Regions from separate parts of the Mus musculus genome. Here all the other regions are linked to region 1. A link is a contact called in public Hi-C and promoter capture Hi-C data. All regions are on one chromosome and are shown on one strand. Each heading gives the region's core, a stretch centred on a gene start, on an enhancer-like site or on the middle of the called end of the contact. The rest is flanking DNA. Distances are from core to core; before and after follow the strand shown. Region 1 holds the start of Nap1l2 (nucleosome assembly protein 1-like 2). Region 2 has its middle 9.1 kb from the start of Tsx. Region 3 holds the start of Chic1 (cysteine-rich hydrophobic domain 1).

Region 1 (3,869 bases), core at 436-2,935:
GAGCAGGAAGTGCTCTTACCTGCTAAGCCATCTCTCCAATTGTTTCTAACTTTCTGCTAATGTATATGTTCTCCTCTGAACATGGGTATGCAAAATCTGAGACTGCTTTCAAGTTTATATCTCTATCACTATCTATCTAATCTATGTATCTATCTATGTCTCTATGTCTCTATGTATCTATCTATCTATCTATCTATCTATCTATCTATCTATCTATCATGTATGTATGTATGTATGTATGTATGTATGTATGTATCTATATCCAGAAGTGGGATTGCTTGAACACATGATAATCATGTTTAATGCGTTGAGATATTGCTATACTGATTTTCATTGTCCTTACTTTCACCACTGCTTGCTATTTTCTGTATTTTAAGCTATCTCAATCGGTATGAAATAGTATCTAGTTATGATTTTGACTTATATTTACATAACTAATGATACTGGTCATCTTTAAAAACAAATTTTGAAAAATTTCTTTATTATTGGATGGGTGTCATCAAGGTGAGTTCTAAGGAACATGTGTGGCAGCCAGGGTGCAACTGGACAGAGTCAGTTCTCTCCTTCAACATTTGCATGGCTTTAGCATTTTCCAGGTTTATACAACAAGCACCTTCACCCACCAAGATATCTTACTGCCCCTTTCCTAGAGGAAATTTTAATTTACTGCATAGTCTTCTATTGCATGAATCTTCTATCATATATTTAACTCTCTCTTTAGTGCTAATATTTTTATTATTTCCAATAAACTTCAAAATGTCAAGCAAATTCTGTGATTTTAAAAAACAAAATAGTACTTTATATTTGGTTTTTCTTTGTAAAATTCCTAATGGCTTTCCTTTTGTTTGTTTTGTTTTTGGGTTTTTAAGACAAAATTTCATGTAGTCCAAGCTAACCCAGAACTGCTATATGTGGAGGCTACTCCTGAACTTCTGATTTTCCATCTCAGTGCTGTGATTACAGGCTAAAACAACATCACATAAGGGAAAGTGGAAAGACAGTTTAGGACTGGGGTATTATCCTATACGCTCACTAGTCATATAGCTGGCTCTTTTACAAAAGGCTTCAACACCCCTCCCCCCACACTTTAGTCATCCGTCATCTCTTCCTCATCAGGAAATATTATGAGAATTTTCCCATTTAAAATCACACAGGTTGTGAAAATTACAGAAACCAGGGTACAGAATATTTAAACCACTGTCAGTTACATCATCCAAAGGCCACCTATGCTTATTTTTGGTAATTTTAAACCTCAAAGGATCTCTTTGTGGGCTCCTCCACTACCCTCCTCTCTTTCCCAGAGCCTCAGGTTATAACCAAAGGGATAGACTAAAGACAATCCAGTACCTTGCCCATTTTTTTCATTCCTTGTCACTGTTTCCATATAGCTCTTTTGAAATTATGAACATATAGTATCAGTTGAAAACGGAATGAATGATACTGCATTTCTGCAAAATTCCACAGGCTATAGGGTGGAAGATGAGCCATAGGTGGAGGAATCAGCCATATTAGAGAATCTGGGAAGGCAAGAGGTGTTGAAATTTTGATTCATCTACTAATTTACTGGCTCAGGATTTGTCAATCACTGCAGCCTGGCAAATGAGATTAGAGAAGAGTCCTGGGAGGGAAGGGGTGACGCAGCAACCTGCATACACTTAAAAAAAAAGAGCTGAGAGACAACTGCGTAATCATACTGCGGCACCAGTTCCTCCATCCCTCCGCCCCCGAGTGGCTGGAGCAGCTGCTTGCGGAGGTCTGCCCACTGCGGCTCTCTGCAGTCTCTAGCCTGTTCCTTCAGGGCCTAGAGTCTCCGCCCAGACAGCCGGTTTCAATTCTGCTATCCCAGCTTCAGCACCGTCTTTTATCCCCACTGCTTGCTGCCTGCCATCAGTGCAGCCGCCGCCGCCTCTTGGTTCATCTCTGCCAGATCATCGCGCATCTGCTGTATTGGTGAGTCTTCCTGCGGAGGTCAGGTCTCCTGATCTGCGGGCTTAGCCACCATAAGTGCAGGCGATCGTTTGAAAACAATGGCTGAATCAGTCGACCATAAAGAACTGTCTGAATCCAACCAAGAAGAGCTTGGCAGCCAGGTAATGGCGGAGGGGCCCGGGGAAAGTCAGGACCGCAGTGAAGGTGTCTCCATTGAGCCTGGAGATGGCGGGCAACATGGTGAAGAAACCGTGGCTGCTGGAGTAGGGGAAGAGGGAAAAGGTGAAGAAGCTGCTGCAGGGTCTGGGGAAGATGCTGGGAAGTGCGGAGGCACTGATGAGGACTCAGACTCAGACCGTCCAAAAGGACTTATCGGTTATCTTTTAGATACCGATTTCGTTGAAAGTCTCCCAGTGAAAGTTAAGTGCCGAGTGCTAGCTCTTAAAAAGCTTCAAACAAGAGCTGCCCATTTGGAATCCAAATTCCTGAGGGAATTTCATGACATTGAAAGGAAGTTTGCTGAAATGTACCAACCCTTACTAGAAAAAAGACGACAGATCATCAATGCAGTCTATGAGCCCACAGAAGAGGAATGTGAGTATAAATCGGACTGTGAGGACTATTTTGAGGAGGAGATGGATGAGGAGGAAGAGACTAACGGCAACGAAGACGGTATGGTGCATGAATACGTGGATGAAGATGATGGTTATGAGGACTGTTATTATGATTATGATGACGAGGAAGAAGAGGAGGAGGAAGATGACAGCGCTGGGGCCACCGGAGGAGAAGAGGTTAACGAAGAGGATCCTAAGGGGATTCCGGATTTTTGGTTGACTGTTTTAAAAAATGTTGAAGCACTCACTCCTATGATTAAGAAATATGATGAGCCTATTCTGAAGCTGCTGACAGATATTAAAGTGAAGCTTTCGGATCCCGGGGAGCCTCTCAGCTTCACACTCGAATTTCACTTCAAGCCCAATGAATATTTTAAAAATGAGCTGTTGACAAAGACTTATGTGCTGAAGTCAAAGCTTGCATGCTACGATCCCCACCCTTATAGGGGAACTGCCATTGAGTACGCCACTGGCTGCGACATAGATTGGAACGAAGGGAAGAATGTCACTTTGAGAACCATCAAGAAGAAGCAGAGACATCGCGTCTGGGGAACTGTCCGAACTGTGACTGAAGATTTTCCCAAGGACTCTTTCTTCAATTTCTTCTCTCCTCATGGGATCAGCTTAAATGGAGGGGATGAAAATGATGATTTTTTACTTGGTCATAATCTGCGTACTTACATAATTCCAAGATCAGTGTTATTTTTCTCAGGAGATGCACTTGAATCTCAGCAGGAGGGTGTAGTTAGGGAAGTTAATGACGAAATATATGACAAAATTATTTATGATGATTGGATGGCTGCAATTGAAGAGGTTAAAGCCTGTTGCAAAAATCTTGAGGCATTAGTAGAAGATATTGATCGTTAAAACAGAGTAGATGCTTTTGAAACTAACTGCTCTACATGCAGTTACTGAAGACATAAGCAGTTAATATTGTCTTGTGTTCTGCATTTTTTCCTGTCATGCCAGTTTAAAAATTCAAATACTAATTAATCTGACCTTGCATTGTAGTGGTATGATGTTTTCAAGACATGTAGACTGTGATAAATGATTAAGACATTAATAGTCTGTAGTATAACCCTTCTGAAGTCCTTGTGCCATGTATCTATTAATCTGTGGCTGTGAATATTATTAGAAGTGCTAAATGAGATTATTTGTTTGCAAAGAAAATATTGGAAACCTACCTAAGAGTGCTTTGCTATTTTCCCCCTTATCCTCTTAGTGCTTTGGCCAATTGACTTTATTGTGCCTGCTTCATTTTGCAGTAAATATGCAGTAGAATTTAAAACTTGAATGCCTAAGAGGCCTGCATATGATTGAGAATTT
Region 2 (3,869 bases), core at 840-3,339, 220 kb before region 1:
GTGCACCACCATTGCCCGGCTATGAGAGTCTTTATAACAATGATATATTAATATTTGCCCCACACATGCACAACATGTGATGCTAGACCTATAGGAGGAACTATGAATGGAAGTTACTAGAAACTGCACCTTCCATAGAAACTTCTTCAAGGCTGATTAACTGATTAGAATTTCAAAGATTATGGAGAAGTTGGAATACTGTTGGTCCATAGCTTAATTTAGTTATCTTAAACTCTATTTAGCCTCCTTAAAAAAGCTTTTCTTTAGAAATCAGATTCATTCATTTTATTTTATGTGGTTTTTTTGTTGTTTGTTTGTTTTTGTTTTTTTCTTGAGACAGGGTCTCTCTGTGTAGCCCTGGCTGTCCTGGAACTCACTTCGTAGACCAGGCTGGCCTCGAACTCAGAAATTCGCCTGCCTCTGCCTCCCAAGTGCTGGGATTAAAGGTGTGCGCCACCACGCCTGGCTATTTTATGTGTTTTGCCTTCATTTATGTCTGTGTACCATATGATTGCTTGGTGCTTGAGGAGGTCATAAGAAAACATCAGATCCCCTGGAACTGGCTATGAGCCACCTGGTGGGTGATGGGAATGGAACCGGGCTCCTCTGAAAGTCAGGGCTCTTAAATACTAAGCCAGCTCTTCAGCCTGATATTAGCTTCCTTAATAGTTATTTCTTACCCATCTCAGTTCCTGATCCATTATCCTGTGACTATCAGAGAAAAACCATTTGGAATGTATTAATTTAACAAATCCTCAATTTCCATGACCCAAAACATTAAATAACATTTGAGACTTATAGCTGAGATTTTTCCACTTGCCTGTAACCTGTTATCTCCATAATGTGTTTAAAAAGTGTGTTGGTTTGTGACTTTCTTCTTCCTGAGCTGCAATCACTTCTACTTGGCTTCAGAATAAGCTCTGTCTTACCCTCTTTGAGGTAAGAGTGGTATTTTTGTGTCAACAATTATAACAGCACAAATAGACGGACACAAATGGGCTAAGGGATTCTGATACTACTTCATTCACTACAGATATTGTTATTCTAGGTTTGAACTCTGCCCCTTTCTAGGCATCACTTAGTTTTCTTACCTAGCACATCAGGGTATTGGGGAAAAAAAATCAGTTAACCTGTACACCAGAATTACCTGGCCAAGGTAGGAAAGCGGGGAGGGCTAAAAACAGATGCCCGATTACTACATCATAGAGATTCTGTTTGGGGATAGGTCCTAAATACCAAAGTTTATTACTTTCCCCAACTAGATCTCACAAGTTCAACTGTATGGGAGTCTATCAGTTGGCCCTTTGGTGAAGGCAGTTTTAAAGATAAACAAGTCATTTTCATGAAGATTGACAAAAGAAGCTTTGGGGACAGATTAGAGACTAAAAGAAATGGTGGAAGTGGCTAGGGTATAGCTTAGTTGGTAGAGTGCTTGCTCATTTCAGCCCACTCTTACATTTCATAACCTGGGAAACTAAGCTTACATAAATCAACTTTGCCAATACTGACTTTGATAGAATACAACTGTAGCAATTCCAACTAGAGTGGAGGTAGGAGGATCAGAATTCCAGCTATATAGTGAGTTCAAGGCCAGCCTGGGATCTATGAGACTTGGGACCAGGGTGGAAGACAGCCAGAGTCCACAGGCCTACCCTTTGGGGACTGGGGTAAACACTACTACAGTGAGCAAGTATGTGGTGAAAAGATGGCAGAGAAGGAGAAGCAGAGCAGTTTGTGTTCTATGAAGAGAGGTAGAACTATGAGGAACAGCCTGATGTGAGAGGCTTGCACAGCCACCATGATGATGTTTGGGACTGTGCTGCCGCCAAAGGCCATGTATGCTTCTGTGGCCCTATAGCAGCAGGCATCAGTGTCAATGACCATGGCCCATGTTACCACTAAAGGCCACATGGGAGTGCACGGTCTCACACGCCATCAGAGGAAATGTTGCTGTTTGAGGGCAGTACCCAGCCGCCGCCTCGCCCCGCCCCACCCCCCTTGCACGCTGAGGCACCTGGGAGAGCTGGCCCCGCCCCAGTGTGGGGCAGTGCAGGAGGGCTGGCCCCGCCCCTTGCCTGGCCTTAATTGCGTGAGCGGGAAAGCTGGCCCCTCCCCTTGCTCGCTGAGGAACCTGGGAGAGCTGGCCCCACCCTTGCTCATTGAGGCACTTTGGAGAAGGAGGCCCCGCCCCTTGCCATGGCCATGAGGGCTAGTGGGCTGACCAACTCAGCTACCACTCAGGCCCAGATCCAAGGCTTTAGGTTAGCCCACCCCAACACATAACCTATCTATGATCTGCTGAAGTGCGTGCAGGGGGTCTGTCTGCAGAACCAAAACTGCAGAGTCTTTGTGACACAGGGCAACAGTAGGATATCCTAGAGAAGTCTCTGTGAGGGTCTGGTTTTGATGATGTAGCAGAAGTCAGAGGCCTCGAACCAGACCAATGACTCATTGCAATAAACATTTGCAAGTTAACATGTGTGGAGAAGGGTTGGAGAGATGGCTCAGCGGTTAAGAGCACTGACTACTCTTCCATAGGTCATGATTTCAAATCCCAGCAACCACATGGCTCACAACCATCTGTAATGAGATCTGATGCCCTCTTCAGGGGTGTCTGAAGACAGCTACAGTGTATTTATATATAAATAAATAAATCTTAAGAAAAAAAAGATGTGTGGACAAAAGGGTATAGTGTGAGACACACTGTGACACACTGCAGATTCCACAGCAAGGTTTTTTTTTTTTTTTAATTTTAAAAATATTTTTAGGGGGCTGGAGAGATGGCTCAGTGGTTAAGAGCACTTGACTGTTCTTATGAAGGTCCTGAGTTCAAATACACATGGTGACTTACAACCATCTATAATGGGATCTCACACCCTCTACTGGTGTGTCTAAAGACAGCTATAGTGTACTTAGATATAAATAATAAATAAATCTTTAAAAATACTTTTAGTTTTTTTGGGGGGAGGGGAGGTTGCTAGAGTGGAGGGTTGATATGCAGGGATGGTAAGATTAGTGGGATTGGAGTGCAGGATGTGAAATTCACAAAGAATCAAAAATGGAAAAAGCAGGAAGAGGGAGGATAAATAACAGGGTATTTTTTTTTCTTTTTACTGGTTCTCCATTTTACTTCCTGTTATTCATCAAGTGGCTCACAACTTTCTTTACCTTCACAAAAGCTCCCAATTTGCAATTCACTTTCTATGTATCACCTTCTCCCCCACCTCCCCCTTTGAGATGAGAGTCCAACTCTTGCTGTTCTGGAACGTGCTGCGTATACCAGGCTACCCGGAAACTCACAGAGATTTGAGTTTATGCCTACTTAGTGCTGGGATTAAAGTCCTGTATCATCATACCCCCTTTTAAAAAAAGAAACATGTATTCTACTTCGTATCTTTGTGGTTTAGCAACCTTGTATAATGCTAGATCTCAAAGGCTTGAAAATCAAGAGTAGACCAGGCTAGAGATAAGCAGCAGTCAGCTCACCTAATGATACAACATGCATTTTGTCATTTCTCATCTCGGGCCTTTTGCTGATCCTTTGCAGTCCTTTCAAGATCCAGGTTCTGTATTAGGAACTGAAACATACCCAAGATCTCTTTCTACTCATTGGTAAGTCAGCTTTGAATACACATGCTATAGTTTCCCAATTTCTTCTTTTCCCCGTGGGGGGGGGGGGGTCTCTTGCTTCTATGTATTTCTTTGGCTGGAAAATGATAGCAAATCGAGTGTTACCTTACTGGATCTCAATTTCAGTCGTGTCAATATTAGAGCCCAAAAAGTCTGAAACAAGACAGATTTCTTTGCAAAGACGTTGGACAAGTGGACACAGGCAAAGAAGAGCACAGCAGCTAACTGATCAGTTCAAG
Region 3 (3,869 bases), core at 929-3,428, 170 kb before region 1:
AAAATAGAATGGAGCCACAAAGAAGTTTTAGAGAACTTAAATTATGCTTCCTTGCTATGTAATCATTGCTTGAATTGTAGAAAATAATGGGGGGAGTTGGAAGATAAAATTATGGGTCAGGATAGAAAATACCTTTTCTTTGTCTAGTCATGGAAAATTATCTGCATAAAAAGTCTGGAAAACGAGACAGCAAGTGTGGTGGGCATGATAGTATTTTAGAATTTCATGGAATGAAAAACAAAACAAAACAAAACAAAAAAGAAGCCTGGATACCAGAATCATAATTAGTTTGAATAATGGTCTCCCTAGTGACAAAAGAAATGGAAGGAAAATGGTGCAGGAAGTTGGCACCTGAACATTACAGGTTATCTGCAAAAATCTTGGACTAAGAAAAAAAACTGTCTTCAAATTACCTAATAAAAAATAAGGCCCAAAAGTCACCTCCAAAGCCTTCCACAATTGACAAACATTTGGTAATACATACATTCAATGATTTAAAAGGTGTATTACAGTCAAAATAGTTAACATGTTAAAAATTAAGAGATAGCGTACACACTGGATGATTTCGTACTAGCACTCAATTGAGTCAAAGGGACTATGTGAGCCATGATAAAAATTAAAGAGAGTGTGACTTGATAGGAAGGCGCAAATATAGTTTGAAAATGCAGTAAAAGACACCACAGTCAAGAGCATGAACACGACACCATATTCAAACTCTCAAGTATGTGCAATCCAAGCAATAAAAATGAGGAAGCACTCTTCAAAGCCCAGTGATCAATTTTTTTCTTACTGTGCAACAAAGATGATAAGAAGTCCTTGCACACTTTATTTCCTTAAATATGACATAGGATTCAATGTAAAAGAAGTCATCTGGGTTGAGTTTTAAAGAAATTAAACTCAATTCATTAAGGGCTAATTTCTATATACTTAATATACTTAATATTTGTATATTTAATGTCTGGACATACACGATTCCCTGTAGACATCTTAAATTATTTCAGAGCCAAAGGGGGTTAGAAACCACGCACTCAGAACCCTTCATTTTGGAGATGAGGAACCCAAGGCCTGGAAGTAAGAATCAACTGACCAAGGTCACAGTGCCAGTAAGAAGGGAAACTGAGATTTAGCAACCAAGATCTCTCACTCTGTATCCATTGCTCTTTCTACTTTGCATAGGTTCCTATTAACCTGAAACTCTAAGGATATGATATTAAAGGAACGTCAGAGTAGTGCGTTCAACAGAGAAAGGATGACGATATTCATTCATTAGGTAGGAAGAATGGATGGACAAATATGTGGGTGGATGAATACTTATATTATTCACAAAATGCATCACATTTTTGTTTTGTTTTGTTTTTGAAGAACCCAAACCTAGATCATGTCACCTGCCACAGCAGTCGCCGTTTTCCACTAGCCATCAATCTTGGCAGCAGAGAAGTCTAGTACATCCTGCAGTTTAGAGACTATTCACTTGCCAGCGCACGAACGAGCAGATCGCCCCTACTTCAGTCTCTCTGGCTCCCTACCCTGCAACTCCATGTCCTATGCTCACTCTTTCCTCAGGGTCGATGCAGCGTTATCTCCCACCCCCTTCTTTTACACGATACCTATTCAACCTGCGGTTTTGCCATTTTGACCAGGTGCCCTTTGCTAAGAGTACGCTTTAGTCAGCCCTCCCCCCACTCCGCAGGCCCCTCAATGCCCTTCTCATTCGGTTTGTCGTCAAATCTCAGCCTCTGCAAGCCCCCGACCCCAATCGCTTACACAGTGATGTGGCCGGCGCCGCGCACCAACACAGGGTCTGGGGCATATCTCCGCAGATGCTCCTCGCTCACTACCCGAGGCGGGGGCGGCACCTCCTCCTCCTCTTCTTCCTCGTCCTCCTCCTCTTCATCCTCCTCTTCTTCCTCCTCCTCATCTTCCTCGTCCTCATCGGGCCCAGATACCGACGACGACGACGACGACGACGGAGACGACGATGGAGACGACGACGATGTTGCTGCCTCTTCTTCTTCCTCCAATTCCGAGATGGTGTCGAACTCCGCCATGTTGGGCAGCAGGATGCTCATCACGTGACCGCACGATAGCCGCCACTCTCCCGGAGAAGAGTTTGAACCTGCGGAGCTGCTGGGAGAGGAGGGGGAACAGACTGAAGAGAAAGAGGAGGGGGCGGGGAAAGCGCTTGAGGAGACGCGCCTGCGTGTTGGGTAGATGGCGCGGGGGTTGGAGGCGGGGGCATGAGGGACCAGGGAGTAAATTCGGTGTACGCTTGCGCGCCTCCAAGGGGAGGGGGCCGGTAGAGGTGAACTCCAGGGAATTCTCGAGGTCCGGTCTGCGGGTGCTGATCTTCATACTGCGTTTCGGACGTCAGTCTCTTGTACACAGGGGACGTTCTCGTTTTAGTGTCTGTTAATTAATGCGGGATATATTTGCCTTTATGCAGACAGTTGAGGTAAAGCAAATTCTATAAAAGAGAGTTTAGGACATTGCCCAAAATATCTCAAGGTACGCATATGTCATTCCCTTACGCAGAGATTGTTCAATTCTGAGAAAAGGGTAAACATTTTTCAAAGGAGGAAACTTTCTATTAATTTCTTACGTTGAATGGTACTTTGCGGACTTGCTAAGCATCATAGACTGTGCTAAGTGCTCTGTGTACTTATCTCATTTAATCTCCCCACAACCCTATGAGGGGTGTACCACATTGAGTCTCATATCACACAAGGGCAATCTATATACAAAGAGAATAAATAATTTGTCCAAAGACATGGAACTAATAAATGACAATGAGCTTTTAAATCCAGAGTCTCGTCTGACTCCCAAAGCTCTGTTCTTTTAGCCAAACAGCCATGGTGCCTAAAGTTGATTGGAAAGAATGGGCGAAGTGGTGCATTTTGGTTGGTTCTTATAAATAAGGATACACAGGTTTGCAATGGGTGTTCTGAAGCCGGCATAGTGGCACATACCTCTAAGCCCAGCATTTGGGAGGCAGAAGCAGGAGAATCTTTTGAGCCTAGCTTACAGAGCTCATTCTAGGACAGCTAGGGTTACAAAGAGAAAAAGAGAAACCCTTCTGGGAAGGGAGGGAGGGAGGGAGAGAGGGAGGGAGAAAGAGAGAGAGAGAGAGAGAGAGAGAGAGAAGGGAGAGAGAGAGAGAGAGAGAGAGAGACTGGGGTTGGAGAAGAGGAGCTGTAGAGTGTGCAGCAGAGGGTATGCCAGTTTAGAGACACATTAATTAACGTCACCCATTCTATAGATTCCAAGCTGTATTCTTTCAAATACCATAGCTCATGTAATTCAAACACTCTTGTGAGGTAGGCATCTTTATATGTCTTTTATAGATGAAGAACTGATGGGCTGGAGAGATGGCTCATCAGAAGCACTGGCTTTTCCAGAGGGGCCTGGTTCAATTCCCAGCACCCACATGCCTGCTCACAAGTGTCTGTAACTCCAGTTTCTCCAGGGATCTGACACCCTTACATAGGCATACCTGTAGGCAAAACACTGATGTACATGAAGTTAAAAAAATCATTAAAAAAGAGGAAGAGTTGAATATCAGAAAATTTAAACAATTCATTCAGGTCGGTAGTGACTTGCTCTCTTTTTTTTCCCATTCAAACATTCTACCTCATCTTTACATTGCTAAAATACATAGATTACCTATTTTGAGTTACTAGGTAATGCACCAACTGGTTCATATCTGTCAGTGGCACCGAATTTTGCAATTAAGACTATAAAGTTGTGCAGCTCCTCTGTAATAGAATAAATATTGAGGTCCTCTATACTAATACCAGCTTTTCTTCTCCTTCAGATGTAGTAGAGCATCCATTCTGACAGAACTGGGGGTTTAGAATGAGCCTGGTATCAGC

What was found. Promoter capture Hi-C pulls out the DNA fragments that hold promoters and counts their contacts. A called contact is a pair of places that touch in the nucleus more often than the background predicts.
Region 2: a contact with region 1 is called in a promoter capture Hi-C map of stem cell-derived epiblast-like cells, with 2.5 times the contacts expected there. The contact joins the enhancer-like site here to the promoter of Nap1l2 in region 1. A contact is called at or near these places in 13 of 39 promoter capture datasets (the 3T3-L1 cell line, 3T3-L1-derived adipocytes, cranial neural crest and 8 more).
Region 3: a contact with region 1 is called in a Hi-C map of cerebral cortex, with 3 times the contacts expected there. The contact joins the promoter of Chic1 here to the promoter of Nap1l2 in region 1. A contact is called at or near these places in 5 of 39 promoter capture datasets (cranial neural crest, hippocampal neurons, liver and 2 more), 2 of 484 Hi-C or Micro-C datasets (cerebral cortex and cranial neural crest), 2 of 115 datasets of contacts at active chromatin or transcription factors (embryonic forebrain and neural tube) and 1 of 9 other capture datasets (adipose tissue).

Annotation. Positions count from the first base shown.
Region 1 is chrX:103,184,469-103,188,337 of GRCm38.p6, reverse strand. It overlaps Nap1l2 (nucleosome assembly protein 1-like 2), which reads left to right and starts at 1,685. Exons shown (of 1, transcript NM_008671.3): 1 at 1,685-3,869. The coding sequence starts at 2,028. The coding sequence ends at 3,410. The region is part of intron 5 of 4930519F16Rik (RIKEN cDNA 4930519F16 gene); the gene reads left to right.
Region 2 is chrX:103,403,426-103,407,294 of GRCm38.p6, reverse strand. It overlaps a transcript of Chic1 not described here. Among named protein-coding and RNA genes, the nearest start is that of Tsx, 9.1 kb to the left of the region's middle. Within about 2 kb of position 2,089, at least 23 of the 459 cell types and tissues checked have an H3K27ac peak or open chromatin away from gene starts, as enhancers often do. A contact at or near this core is called in stem cell-derived epiblast-like cells and trophoblast stem cells, where this site is marked.
Region 3 is chrX:103,354,785-103,358,653 of GRCm38.p6, reverse strand. Chic1 (cysteine-rich hydrophobic domain 1) reads right to left here and starts at 2,178. Exons shown (of 6, transcript NM_009767.2): 1 at 1,765-2,178. The coding sequence starts at 2,069.